Regions from separate parts of the Xenopus tropicalis genome. Here region 2 is linked to region 1. Evidence: chromatin contacts called from public Hi-C data. All regions are on one chromosome and are shown on one strand. The core of a region is the stretch at or near the end of the contact, and the rest is flanking DNA. Distances in the headings are between cores, read along the strand shown. Region 1 holds the start of sim1 (single-minded homolog 1). Region 2 holds the start of prdm13 (PR domain zinc finger protein 13).

Region 1 (6,571 bases), core at 2,227-4,726:
TATTCTAGCAGCTGTACTGCATGCTGCACATAGCACTGTGTAACATGTCCATACATATAGATGATGATGATGATGATAGATGATAGATATATAGATGATGATGATAGATAGATGATAGATAGATAGATAGATATTGATTGTAATTGATCGATCTACAGGGAGTTTGTATGCATTCCCCATAACTGTGTGAGTTTCCTCCCTAGTAATAGGGTCATTAGATTGTAAGCTCTGCAGTGACCGATGTGAAATATGCATAATCTCTATAAAGGACTGCCTAAAAGTGTGGGCAACTATTTATAATGAATCATTTAATAAATTAAAAAATAAAGCAGCCGCCTTGCCCCAGTGTGAGTGCTGTGGGAGAAGAAAATGAGCAGCTAACATGCATCCGTGGGGTCATGCAGGTGTTGTCCGTGGGTTCTCTATACAGTTACATGCTGTTAACAAAACCGCACCAAGGAGTCGCATTTAATTCAATTATGCATTCAGTAATACATTTCCCCATGTAATTGTTTTCGTGGTGGCAAAGATATTAAAAACCAATTAAAGAACGATACATACAGTTCACCTTATGGAAGTTAGGGCTATTTCTTTTACATTGTTAATAATTATCATTAGAAATCTGTTACTCTAGAAGGTACCAGTAACTCGTTTCATTTCGTGCAAATAACTCTCCCAGACTAATTAAGTCTAGGCGCACATGAGTTGCGGATAACATCCATTCATCATTTACTATCCTTCAGATCTCTGCAACCTCTGCCGCATATACATCAGCCCTGCCCTTACCTGCCCGCTACCTGCCTGCCTCACATCATGTGACTCCCTGCTTCCCCAGTGGGTTACTGCATATTATCCAAATTACTTATAAATATCCACATCAAATTAACAAATTTAACATGACATTATACATATATATATATATAAAATCTTACAAGCTAACGAATGAGACGAACATCTCCCCAAAAAAAGGCAACAGGATTAATTATTATGGTCCCTGTCGCGTTACCAAGTTAAAGAATTTGGAAATAAGCAAAATAGTCATTAAAAAAAATAAGTTACAATTTTTGCACGTCATTTGTATAATTTACTGACTAATGTTGCTTATCTTGGAAAATATTAATTATATATAATGGGGTTAATATGATATGGCTAATATTTTAACTGCATTTTCTAGTGCGGCTCAGGATCTCCCTGTTTTGACAAAAATTACCTAATCACTACAGGTACTCCATAAAAATGAAATTTGTCTTGGTTTGTTAATACTCAGCTAGAACACACGGAACCGTTTAGAATGAGATTGGAGAGAAATGAATAACCGGCACTGGATTTTGGGTGCTCAGTGGGATGAAGTCCCTGTGGGGAGCATGTCCCATACAGACGGTAGGAATATTACAGGCTCTTATGCTGAGACATGTGCCAGGGCCCAGTGGAAGTGTGGGCGCTATACTCGGCGCAGGGAGATGGGCCCATACAGTGAGCTTTAGCAAGCTTCGCAGGGCTCTCCTCCCCATACTTCCAGTAGGAATAAAAAGTCAATGGCTGTGCTTAAAGCATTTATAGCTGCAGAGCAGTATTTGTGGCGAGCAATATTTCAGTTGGAATAGTAGGGAAGCCCAGAGCATGCTGGTATGCAGGATGGCCGTGTGCTTAAAAACGCCCGGACTTTATTTAGGCAGGTCTGATGGTCACATTTGGGGGGCACCTCACTGGATTTCGGGGATCGCTTTTAGGTCATTTATAGAAACTTGTATCCAGTCAAATTCAGTTGCGTCAAAGATGCAGCCTGCGCTTTAACTCTACCTGCAAACATCAGCACCATTGTTCTTTATTCTAACAGATATTGATGGCGGTACTGTAGGTAGATGACTGATGTATAGAGAGGGTGCACACCATAAATGAAGATGCTTAGAGAGGGAGAGATACAAACTTCTAGGTGATAAACCTTTCGGTTGACCAGTGATTAGCTCTAAAAACTCTCATTTGGGTGGTTTATAGAATGGGGACACGCAGTATAGAGCTGGAAAGGGCTAATTATCCACCAGGGTCCGCCCAATCATCTCTGGGTGGCCCAGTATATCTTCCCGGGTGATTAAATTAGGGAATATTTCCCTTATAAGGAGATAATTCCCAGCCTGGTTTCCTAGTCTATCTGCGGGAGCACAGACTGAGCGATAACTCACAGGCAGATGTATATCTGCGTCCCTATGTATAGGGCTGCTGGGCACCGACTGACAGACAAATGTGACACAGCTGCTGCCGAACCTCTTATCCAACGAACACAAGTAACACAGAGCGTTGATTACTGGCACATTTTACAGAAATACTGACAGATATAACAAGGACTATAAGATCCAGTCTTCTCCGGCCGAACCCCACATATATAGTGACCAAAAGGATGTTTGGAACATTGGTTTGCAACTCCGAATATGTGGAGCTGATGGTGGGGAGTGAAGTTGAGAACCAATTTACTACTGTTTAGATGTTACTGGAAGTCTTATAATAAATTAACTGATCTGTGCAAATCTGATTGCCAAAGACGCGCCCGCCCCCCCACTTCCCATTGCAAAGTGATTGTTGCACAGTACTTACCACTTTGCAGAGGGCTGGGACCCACATAGTAAGTAGCCACATGCCTTCATAGCTACCAGCCTTTTCTCTAACTCTGACATCTGTGCAAACCCCACCTGATTCCAGATCTGCCGCTATGCATGCAGGCAAACGGAGGGGGGCACAGCCAAATTATAGGCTGCTCTATGTGTTCACCTGCTGGTAATTTAGACCGCTCCTTAGTATATCTGGCGCAATGTGCGAAATGCAGAGCTTTGCTTTTAAGACACAAACATAATCTAGTTATTCCGATATCACCATGAGAATAAATACTTTAAGGAAATACAAACAGCAGATAGTAAAAACAAAAACATAGAAAGAGCAAGAGAAATCCGTAGACTTGTGTGTGTGAAATATTAATTTTATACAAATAATTTATGAATTTTTACAAAGAATTAACAGTCTTTCTTCTGTCTGACTTTTCTTTCATAGAATCTAATACCATTACCCATTTGTATGCCAGGTCTGCCAATGTGTGAGCCAGACAGGATCAGTGTGTCAGTAGGGCAGGAGAACTGTGTGTGAACTATCAGTGTCCATTTTCCACTTAATACCGAACCAGCCCAGTACCAACTAACTGCCAGTAAAGCGTGGAACTAGCTGCCCCCCTACCTGGGCACCTGTACTGAGTGCCACCCCCCCCCCCCATCTCTGGCAGCTACTGTCGCGCCCCCAGGAAATATTCCAGCTCAGGTGTAGCACCCAGGGAGCGGGGCGGCTGCCTCGGGCATTATTCTAGTGCCAGTTCCTGAGTCAGGAACAGGTCAGCCAATGGGTGGGCGTGGAGAGCCATGAGCTGCCCAATTGCGCTCAGCATGGCGAATGACTGGCAGTAAGGGAGGGTAAGGGGGAGCAGGGGCGGGAATGAAGTTGCAATGAGTGAGGCTGGAAGGAGAAGTTAATGGGCGCTCTCTGCGGACAATTGGCCCCTGTGAGCAAACAGCCGCCCGCTCCTGCCTGGTGCCTACAGGGACACCGTACAACCCGGAGGGACTCGGAGAGGTGAGTGGCTCCTTATTCTTTAATTACACACATATAAGCTGGGGCTGCAGTGGGTGATGCTCTCCGACCCGGGGCTACTGGGGGGACTGGGCTTCTCATGTCCTGGGCCTGCTTGGCATGTTGGCATTAGACAGCAGCACCTTGTAGCTTCGGTGTTATATGGTGTGTGTTGGCCCCAAATCTGCAAATCTGTCTCTCCTTCAATTCTCCTCTGTAAAAAAGGAGCAGATATCTGTGCTACTCAAAATCTGCCTGCGATATATTTCTGTCGCACAACAGGTTTCTGCACACAAGGCTTTAGTAATGTGGCAGTAGTTCCAGTCGCTCAATTCGTGAGCTAGATCTTTTTTTTTTGTTTGCTTAAAACTGTTTTATTGTGGATTAGCCAGGAGTGTGTATGTCAGAGGTGAGTGGCTTTAACGAAATGTTATAATAATTAAATACTTCAAACAACTAATAACCAGGTAAGCGACTTGATTTGATGTTTGGTAGTTTTTTAAAAAAAAATAAACTGAATTATAATTATATAGAATGACAAAGACATTCATATTGTATAATATACACTGTGTATGTATATCTTTCTGTGTATCTATCTACTGGTGTATCTATCTATTATCTATCTATCTATCTCTCTATCTGCCTATCATATATCTGTCTATCTACCTATCTCTCTATCTGCCTATCATATATCTATCTATCTATCTATCTATCTATCTATCTATCTATCTATCATCTCTCTCTCTCTCTATCTGCCTATCATATATCTGTCTATCTATCTATCTATCTATCTATCTATCTATCTATCTATCTATCTATCTATCTCTCTATCTGCCTATCATATATCTGTCTATCTATCAAGAGTGAATTGTAAATCATACAAACATATTCATATAGAGACAAACTCCCCCAAATAATTCCCTGGCACTGTGGCTTTGTTTCTTTGCCAGGAAGCCCCGCTGCAATAAGGCCCGGGGGTCTGACTGAGGGGTAACTATGCCACTGCGAGACGGACACAAGTGGACTTTGTGACCTGCTGAGACAGGAAATCGTGCAAAGATCACATTTTTGCAGCAATGTATGGATACCAATTTATTTTGGAAAACAATTAATGCTCATATATGTATTACTCGACCTCTTAAAGAAGTGGTTCTACTATTTTCGATAACGCCAAGCTGAAGAAAAATCCTGCTTTGAAATCGTTTTTTATTTGTTGATGAGTCTGTGGGTTCCCGTTTGGAAAAACAAGGGATTAACAAAAAGCCATGAAAGAAAAATCTAAAAATGCAGCCCGGACTAGACGGGAGAAGGAGAACAGCGAATTTTATGAACTGGCTAAATTATTACCCTTGCCCTCTGCTATCACCTCCCAGCTGGACAAAGCCTCCATCATACGCCTGACTACCAGCTATTTAAAGATGAGAGTGGTCTTTCCTGAAGGTAGGTCCTTTTTGCACTTTGTTTACCTTCCTTTCAGCCACAACTGATTTGTTAAACCTTGTGCAAATGTCTCTAGATTCCTCTGAGCTTGACTAAGAATTAAACCTTTGTCCCACACACTCACCCCACACACTGTAAGCTCCCCGGATCACTGTTAGGGGTACAGCCCCCCAATGCCTTTGTCTGGATCGCCAAGATTTTGCTTAAACAAACACCACCCTCTTTGTACAAACAAACTGTAGCTGCCTTCATCTGAGTCTTATTGAAGAGCCTTGCACATCCTCTATTGTCCACACTACACATTTTAGGATTCGGGGATTTTCCTGAGGCTTTTAATCATGATATATATATATTATATGTATTAAAAAGTGCACGGTCTTCATAAACAAATTTAACAAATTACATTTGTTACAAAGTTCTGCTGTTAAAAATGCATTACCAAAACACCAGAACTATATCACAAATGTTTTGTTATAGCCCAACGAAAAATGCTTGATTTCTCAAAGAATCCAAATTTCTGTCGATTAATATCACTTTGGAATTTCTCCCGGACAGGAACCAGAAAGAGCGGCGATTTAATGAGCAAGGCAATATAAACTTCCCAGACAGAAGTCTTGGTGGGTTGAGTAAGGAAGATGTGCTGACTTTGTGGGTGATTAGGACACCAATTCAGGGGATAACATGAGGGATCTGGGTTGTTCTTCATCCTGTCAGTGCTTAGTTGATAAAAATAAAGCTATTGGAAACGGCAAAGACAGCGATGCTCCTAAAAGGATTATTAGCAATGATTTGCCAACTCTCCCAGTCTCAGTAGGCTGCCTGTCTGCGTGATTTCCAGCAGCTCTCGTCAATTATCGGTGCCTATGTAGCTGCTGCTTGATCAGGGGAAGCATATGGTGCTGCTGGGAAGGCTGGGAGTAATGAGGGGAGCCACTAACTGGGCCTAGGTGGGAGGAAGAATGACTGAGTGCACCTGGGAACTGAATGGCACAGATCCTGCAAGCCAACAAACACGCTCATATTCCAAGAGCAGCCATCGTACAGTAAGGTGCTTTATCTGCTAGGGCTAGGCTGCTTCTTATACCAACCTGGTGCCAACACCTCAACATGCCTTATACTGAAACTACCCATTGTGGGGAGGGGGGGTTGGGGTACAAGGAAGCATTACCTCTAACACTCATATACACCTATTACACTTTCCCTCATCACAATTCCATATTCACACAGTTTCATATACACAATTCAAAGTCTGAGAAGTTGCAATTGTACATATTGTATTAATATTTATATTTTATAAGAAAAAAGTATTCATGTTCATCAATTAATTTTTCTTAAAAACCTCTTTAATCCAAAATACATAATTCTAGGTAAGCTATAGAAAATACAGTTTAATTATTTTACCCAATACAACACAATGCAAACTGTAGCACTGTAACAATATTGTGAAATCGTTTTTTGTGTATCAAGTATTATCTGTATTTAGACACTCTGGCGATTAAATTCCGCCTGGATAAATCACAGCCGG
Region 2 (6,571 bases), core at 2,206-4,705, 370 kb after region 1:
TAGGTAACGTATGTCAGCCAATTTAGGGACTCTATTCAACAAAAGGACCATCTAATGATGATGTACTTCTCCTAACAATGCGGGACATCATATTTACAAGCCTTACATTCCCATTCCCATTTGCTTTTACATATTACTAGCACTACCATGACCCTGCTTGCAAAGCAACTTTGATTATAATAATTACAGCAATATCAAAAACAGTAATGATGTCCATTTAAATACAAAAATGATATTATTATTAGCTATAATCGGATCTGATATTCTGAATCCCTATGAACGCAGCTCATTTCTTTAAGTATCTATATCCAAAAACCATGGGACCTAGAATGGTGCAGTTGCCGGTCATTATTTGGATATATGCTGTGTAGAGAAACTCACAAGCAATAAAGACATGTTTATCAACTTGTGTTACAGTGGTAACTATGATAAAAAATTAAAAACCGTTATACCTCTGTACAGTATCTTTTTTTTTTTTTTTACCATTGATCATATACAAAGTCGTGTTATAATTGTAGCCTTTTTATATTACCAGCCTATTTTCTTCGCAGAGTTTGCGAATTTTAAAGTGGAGTCCCAATGCAGAGATTTAGTGAAATCAGTGTGCCTAATTGTATACTGGTGTTAAACAGATAACTAGTGTAATCCCTTGCCCTTTAATCCAGTTATTATTCATGGTATCCTGATTATGCGATATACCAATTTTCTGCCTACTGTGGAAATTTTTACATTTGCAAGAGGTTTTGAATAAGGTGAGAAAAATGTGCCTATTCTAACAGCGTTAAAAAAGGAACTTTGTTTTTTAATAAATGATATTAGTTACATACATTACGCGATGATATAGAGAATTATTTTGCCCCCACTGTCGCTTTCGTTATTTTTATGTTTTACAGTATTTTTGTATATATTTAGTATTCTTGCTTTGTTTAGTTTGCACTAGGAAATATTATACTTTAGTTTGTATGTTTCAACAGATCCCTGCAACTTAAACTGCATTTGGCTTTTTTCTACATAAACATTAAGCTAAGTATAAATGGGTTAGGGAAGTTTGGGTAGAGTACTCTAGAAATACTAATTGATTTTCTACTTTCAAGCGAATGCTCATGTACTAGAGGTAATAAAAAACGACAAAATATGTAAGGTTATTAACGCATTCGTTAATTTTTTTTTAATTATTGGATTGGATTTGCTTTAGATTCGAACTGTAACACTGGGAATATAGGAGTTCTAATGCAAAGAGGACATCATTACTATGCATATTTGGATTATTAGTCTCTTTGCTCTTTTTGATTCGGAGGAGTACAGCGCTACAATTAAATCAGAAGATCGAAATCTAACTATGCAGAATGGCAGCTTCGCACCAATGTATCTATATGTATCTATTAATGTTCTTTCTTTTCATCACCAGTGAATCATTTCATCTGTTCCTTCTTTAAACTGATGGATTTACCTGCTGTAGTAACGTTGGGATGCTATAGGTGACTAGAGGTAATACGATTTAATACATTAGTGCATACCTTTTTCATCATGGGTCGGAGTGGCTGTAGTGGAGATGTCAAACCACTGTGCAAGGGAACTGGAGTACCATACAGTGAGTTCTTCTCCTGGCTGCACGTCCCTCAGAGTCCTATAATATATCTGTGGGACATAAGCATGGTAAGGCAGACGCATTAGACTGCAGCTTTACATATGGACACTCGGACAGGAAAACAAATAGATGGATTGACATATATATATAGAGAGAGATTTGGCGATAATTATAATGAAGATATGCTAAATGACTGACAGGTGATAAATACAGGACGAACGATTGCATATAAAAGAAAGACAGAAAGAAGGAGAAGTGAATGACATTGATAGACAAACAGGTTTTCCAAATAAAGAAACAAGATAGTTGTACCTGGCCTCCTGGTAAATCAGATATAGCTTCCAGAATCTGTTCCTGATTGTTTCTGGCTGCTCTGATTAAGCCCATCCATTCTGTGGCGGGACCTCCAGCCTCATCAAGCAGGTCCCCTCTCACAAAACGCACCTAAAAGCCAATAGATTGCTCAATTGTCACTCAGTATAGGAGTAATCGTTAAAAATAGAGGGTTATGTGTGTACGTTTGTGTGTGTGTAAAAAAATCGATGAAAGTTTTTTTTGTTTATTTTTTTCAATACAGCGCAATAAACTATTGAATATTTAACCACTACTGTCCAGTTTTATCAGCGTGACTTCAATCATTACCACATCCCAAAGGGACCATATAGTAAAGGAGCATATTAAGGCTTAAATAGTTGAATGGGCATGTAATAAAAGTCACTTTAACAATGCAGACTAATGTGAGAACCCAATGGAGCCAGATGATGAGAAATAAATTTGAGAAGTCTGGCAGAGCGTTCAAAAACAATTAAAAGACATTAAAAATCGGAGCGGAACGTGTGACAAAAGCCATTGATTTTTCCAGCCCCCCTTGTGTGCTCTGCTCATTATTTACTGATAACGCTTCTGTTTTTGCCATTAGTTATTCATATACCAGTGCACTGCACTTGTTTTCACTATATTACCCTCAGTCACTAAATTATTTGTAGATAACGACAGAAATAAAAAAAAGTACTTATATGTCCAGGACATTGGCAATTAAAGTAATAAATACATATTATCCGACAATGCATTAAATAAATCAAAACGAAAAGCATTTGAAAAAACAATTCATAATATGGCAGAAAAAGGCTATAATTAAGGTTCCCTACCAGAACTCACTGATATATTACTATTGGAAAATTCGTTCATACAAATATTAGTCACCATAAATGCGTTATAAGTGTACAGTTAAAGAACAAATTTACCAAAATGAGTTCGATATTTCCCTATAACGCAAGGATAAGTTCTTAGAGCCAAAACAAAATATAAACAGTATGCTGAATATATATATATATGTTCATATATATCTATAAATATATATATCTATATATATACACTACAAAAAAAAGACCAGCATCACATTTCTTGTGAAAAACCAAAACATGTATTTAAAACAGCATGAACACCTATATATATGCAAAATATATAACTATATATATATATATATATATATCCCTTCCTCGTTTACTATTTGATGTGCTGCAGCAGCCAAATACACTACCCCTGTACATCTTTTAGGATAAGCAATAGCCATTGCAAATGTCAAATACCTTTTTCTTGGGTCCAGGTTCCCTGCGATCTGACAAGTACTTCCCTAGTTTGAAGATGCCCATGATGGGACCAAGTCGCAGGCCGGCAGGGATGCAGTTGTCGGCGTAGATGCTGACGGCCAGAGCCCTGTTGCAATGCATGCTGGCAGCAGGACCCCCAGTAGTTGGCAGTGACAGAGGCAGAGAGAGGGGAGGACAGCACTCAGGCGTATCTCCGCCTGCACAGTGACGCTGCTTTGCACTCTCCCTGGCTTTTCTATGGGCTCGGGAGGGGATGCTCTAGGGCTCCCACTTTGGTGAGAGAGTTTGCTTCTCCAGCAGCTGCACAATCTCAGCCAAGAGGGTCACATGGAGACTTTCCCTAAGCCTCCTGCATAATCAACTCCCATGAATGGTAACCAGACAATGGTCCAGGCGACCTTCTCATTCCTAAAAATCCAATTTGTCAAGGGCAAAGAAAAGACTCTGGTGAATCAAAGGTCTAGGGGGACCATTAATCCTCAGCATGGGGTATTGTCCCCTAGACAGTTACGATATTTTAAGTGACAAATCCACTGTATAATTTCTCCATAAATTTTACTTCTCCTTATTGTTTCCCAGACAAACCAGTTTTACAAAATAAGTGACTTCTTTAGGTCTACTCGGCTGATTCTTTTGAGGTTTAATATACTTCAAAGATTTTTAATTCTCTTCCCCTTGGCTTTATTGCAAAAGGCTGTTTAACAAAGGGACCAGGAATGTTTGAGGACTTGTTAACTCCTATTGATTCCTGGCGTGTGCCAAACAAAACTCAGGCAGGTACTTGATGGGAAAAAACCCCACCAGCACCTACAACTCCTTCTACAGCCACTATTGCATGGGGCTTCTTATGTCCCTTATGTCGAAGTTTAGATCACATATTTGGTACAGAAAGTAGCATTTCCTTAAAATTAACTAACGGTTCTCTGAGAAAAAATCGACATATTTTATTCCATCTACATTTGACTTTGCAAAGGGGCAAAAATATTTGACAATATTTTAATATGCCTAAGTATTTTAACAATTTATTAGACCAATTTATTCTAACTTGACATACATGTATATATATATATTAGAATGAATGCGCACTTAATTACATGAGCATTTATTCTCACAGCATGTGCACTTTACATACATGCTAGAATAATTATGTACTGACTACGTTCAAGCATACATATATTTATCCATTCATGTAAACCTATTCCTATACATGTAAGCATACCGTTACGTTAATTTCTATTCAAATAGGTAATCATGCTACCATATTTACCAATAGATCCACAAACAGGTACATGGCACAGTTCATAGATGGACACCCAGACATGCACTGAACACCGAAAATAATCTGAACACCAATTACACTACCCCTGTACACCTTTTGGGATCAGCAAAGTAAACATTTGCGAGCGTCACTCCTTTGAATTTTGGACACATTTAGATTGATTTGTCCAACAAATAAACGTTTGATACTGCATTTTTCTTGTATTACTAGAGCGTTACTAGGTGCAGTGTTTTTGATTCTGAAATAATGCTGTCATGTTCTTCTGGTATATCTAATGCATGGAGTTTGATTTATACCGACCCCCTAAAAACCTTGCAATTTAGAATCTTTCCTGCAACTTATATGAGATGATAGATAGATATATAGATAGATAGATAGATAGATAGATAGATGATAGATAGATAAGATAGATGATAGATAGATAGATAGATAATAGATAGATAATAGATAGATAATAGATAGATAGATAGATAGATAGATAGATAGATAGATAGATAGATAGATAGATAGATGATAGATAGATAGATAGATAGATAGATAGATAGATAGATAGATAGATGATAGATAGATAGATAGATAGATAGATAGATGATAGATAGATAGATAGATAGATAGATAGATAGATAGATGATAGATTTTGTTTCTCTATTGACAGTTGTCTGTTAGGATAATTTCGAGCATAATTCTATTTATTTATGTTTTCTAATTTTCCTAACATTTTGCAGCAACCTATAGATCCCCAGCAAACAAGCTTACAAGTTACAATTTAGGCTGGAGAAACCTGTCCAGTATGTTAAACCCTTCTGTGTTATACCCTGTTGGATAGAGCATATTTGTGTCTCTGTATCTGGGTTGACATGAACAAATATACTCCTACCCAGTCGGAAGAGGACTAGGTGGTTCAGAAAACATCAGGAAAGCATCACCCTGCACTAGATAATGGGACTGTGGCTGAGACGCTTCTATGAAATCTAGGCTCCACCAAGCTGGTTAAAAAAACGAATTAATCCCTTTGATCGTCCCCATGAATGGTAGGTAATGAAAAAGGGGGCAATAAATTGAAGCCCTTAACATGCCCCTGTAACCTCTGGCCTGTCCATTCTTAGCTGGCACTGTAAGGTAAAGGTGCCCCTACTGCTCAGTTTGGGGACTCTCCAAAAGGCGTGAACGACACGCGAACAATTTTCTCAATAGGACAAAGTAAAGACTGACTGTGAGCAAAGTTATTTATTAATATGGGCAATTGTGGCTGGTTCCCATCCAAGCAAGAAAAGAAAAGCCCCTGCTCTGAGACCATTCACACCAGCTACCCCATTTTTATTATTCTGTCCTGTGACTTAGGAGTTAACGTTCCCCTAGTGAAATAAATTGGCCACAAAAGGAAAGAGAACACATTTTTCTTTTTATTTTTCCTTCCTTTAAAGGCAAAGGGTGAAACCAATCTAATGTGCCCAGTGGAGCAAGATGCAGCATGAAAGGCTGGGTGTTAAAAGTAAGAGCAGTGTTTGGAGCAAATGGGATGGAAAATTAAATGAAATTAAATAGCTTGAACGGCCGCATTGTCCCTTATTAAAAAGACACATTAATGACATGGTTTCAGCTTTATTTGTGGACAATGTTTGGGCTCAATCAAAACGTTCCACTAGCGGGTTTATAGACTCCAGCTTGGCTTTCTGGAGCCTCGTTAACAGAAAGAAACTTGTGCATAAAGATAACTTTGATAGAGGGGTTTTATTGACTGCAGTCTGAGCCATGCCCACCACCACTGAACTGGTTATGCCCCTAGGTAAGAGCTTGGCACAGGTTGTATTCTAATATAACCAAGAAACAGGCATCTTGAGAGGCGCAATGCCAAACAGCACAGTCATGGGGAGTTGGACTGCTAGTGCATGTAAAGAAGGTCAAAAGTAAATATTTATAGGGCTGTTTGTGTACAGATCGAAAGATAGACAATGAGATAGATGATACAGACGGATACATATGAGTGAAAGGAATGTAGTAGGTGCTAGACAGACAAGGTATTAAGATCGGTGGTGAAAAGTAACTACTTGTGGAGCGTTTTTATGTAGAGTTAGGATATTAGACAGATGGAGT

What was found. A called contact is a pair of places that touch in the nucleus more often than the background predicts.
Region 2: a Hi-C map of neurula embryo shows a contact between it and region 1, with 2.9 times the contacts expected there. The contact joins the promoter of prdm13 here to the promoter of sim1 in region 1. A contact is called at or near these places in 3 of 5 Hi-C or Micro-C datasets (brain, neurula embryo and tailbud embryo).

What each region holds. Positions count from the first base shown.
Region 1 is chr5:81,622,416-81,628,986 of UCB_Xtro_10.0, forward strand. It overlaps sim1 (single-minded homolog 1), which reads left to right and starts at 3,477. Exons shown (of 12, transcript XM_004914545.4): 1 at 3,477-3,609; 2 at 4,557-5,046. The coding sequence starts at 4,872.
Region 2 is chr5:81,993,374-81,999,944 of UCB_Xtro_10.0, forward strand. prdm13 (PR domain zinc finger protein 13) reads right to left here and starts at 3,456. Exons shown (of 4, transcript XM_002932160.5): 1 at 3,178-3,456; 2 at 1,901-2,032; 3 at 1,518-1,638. The coding sequence starts at 3,318.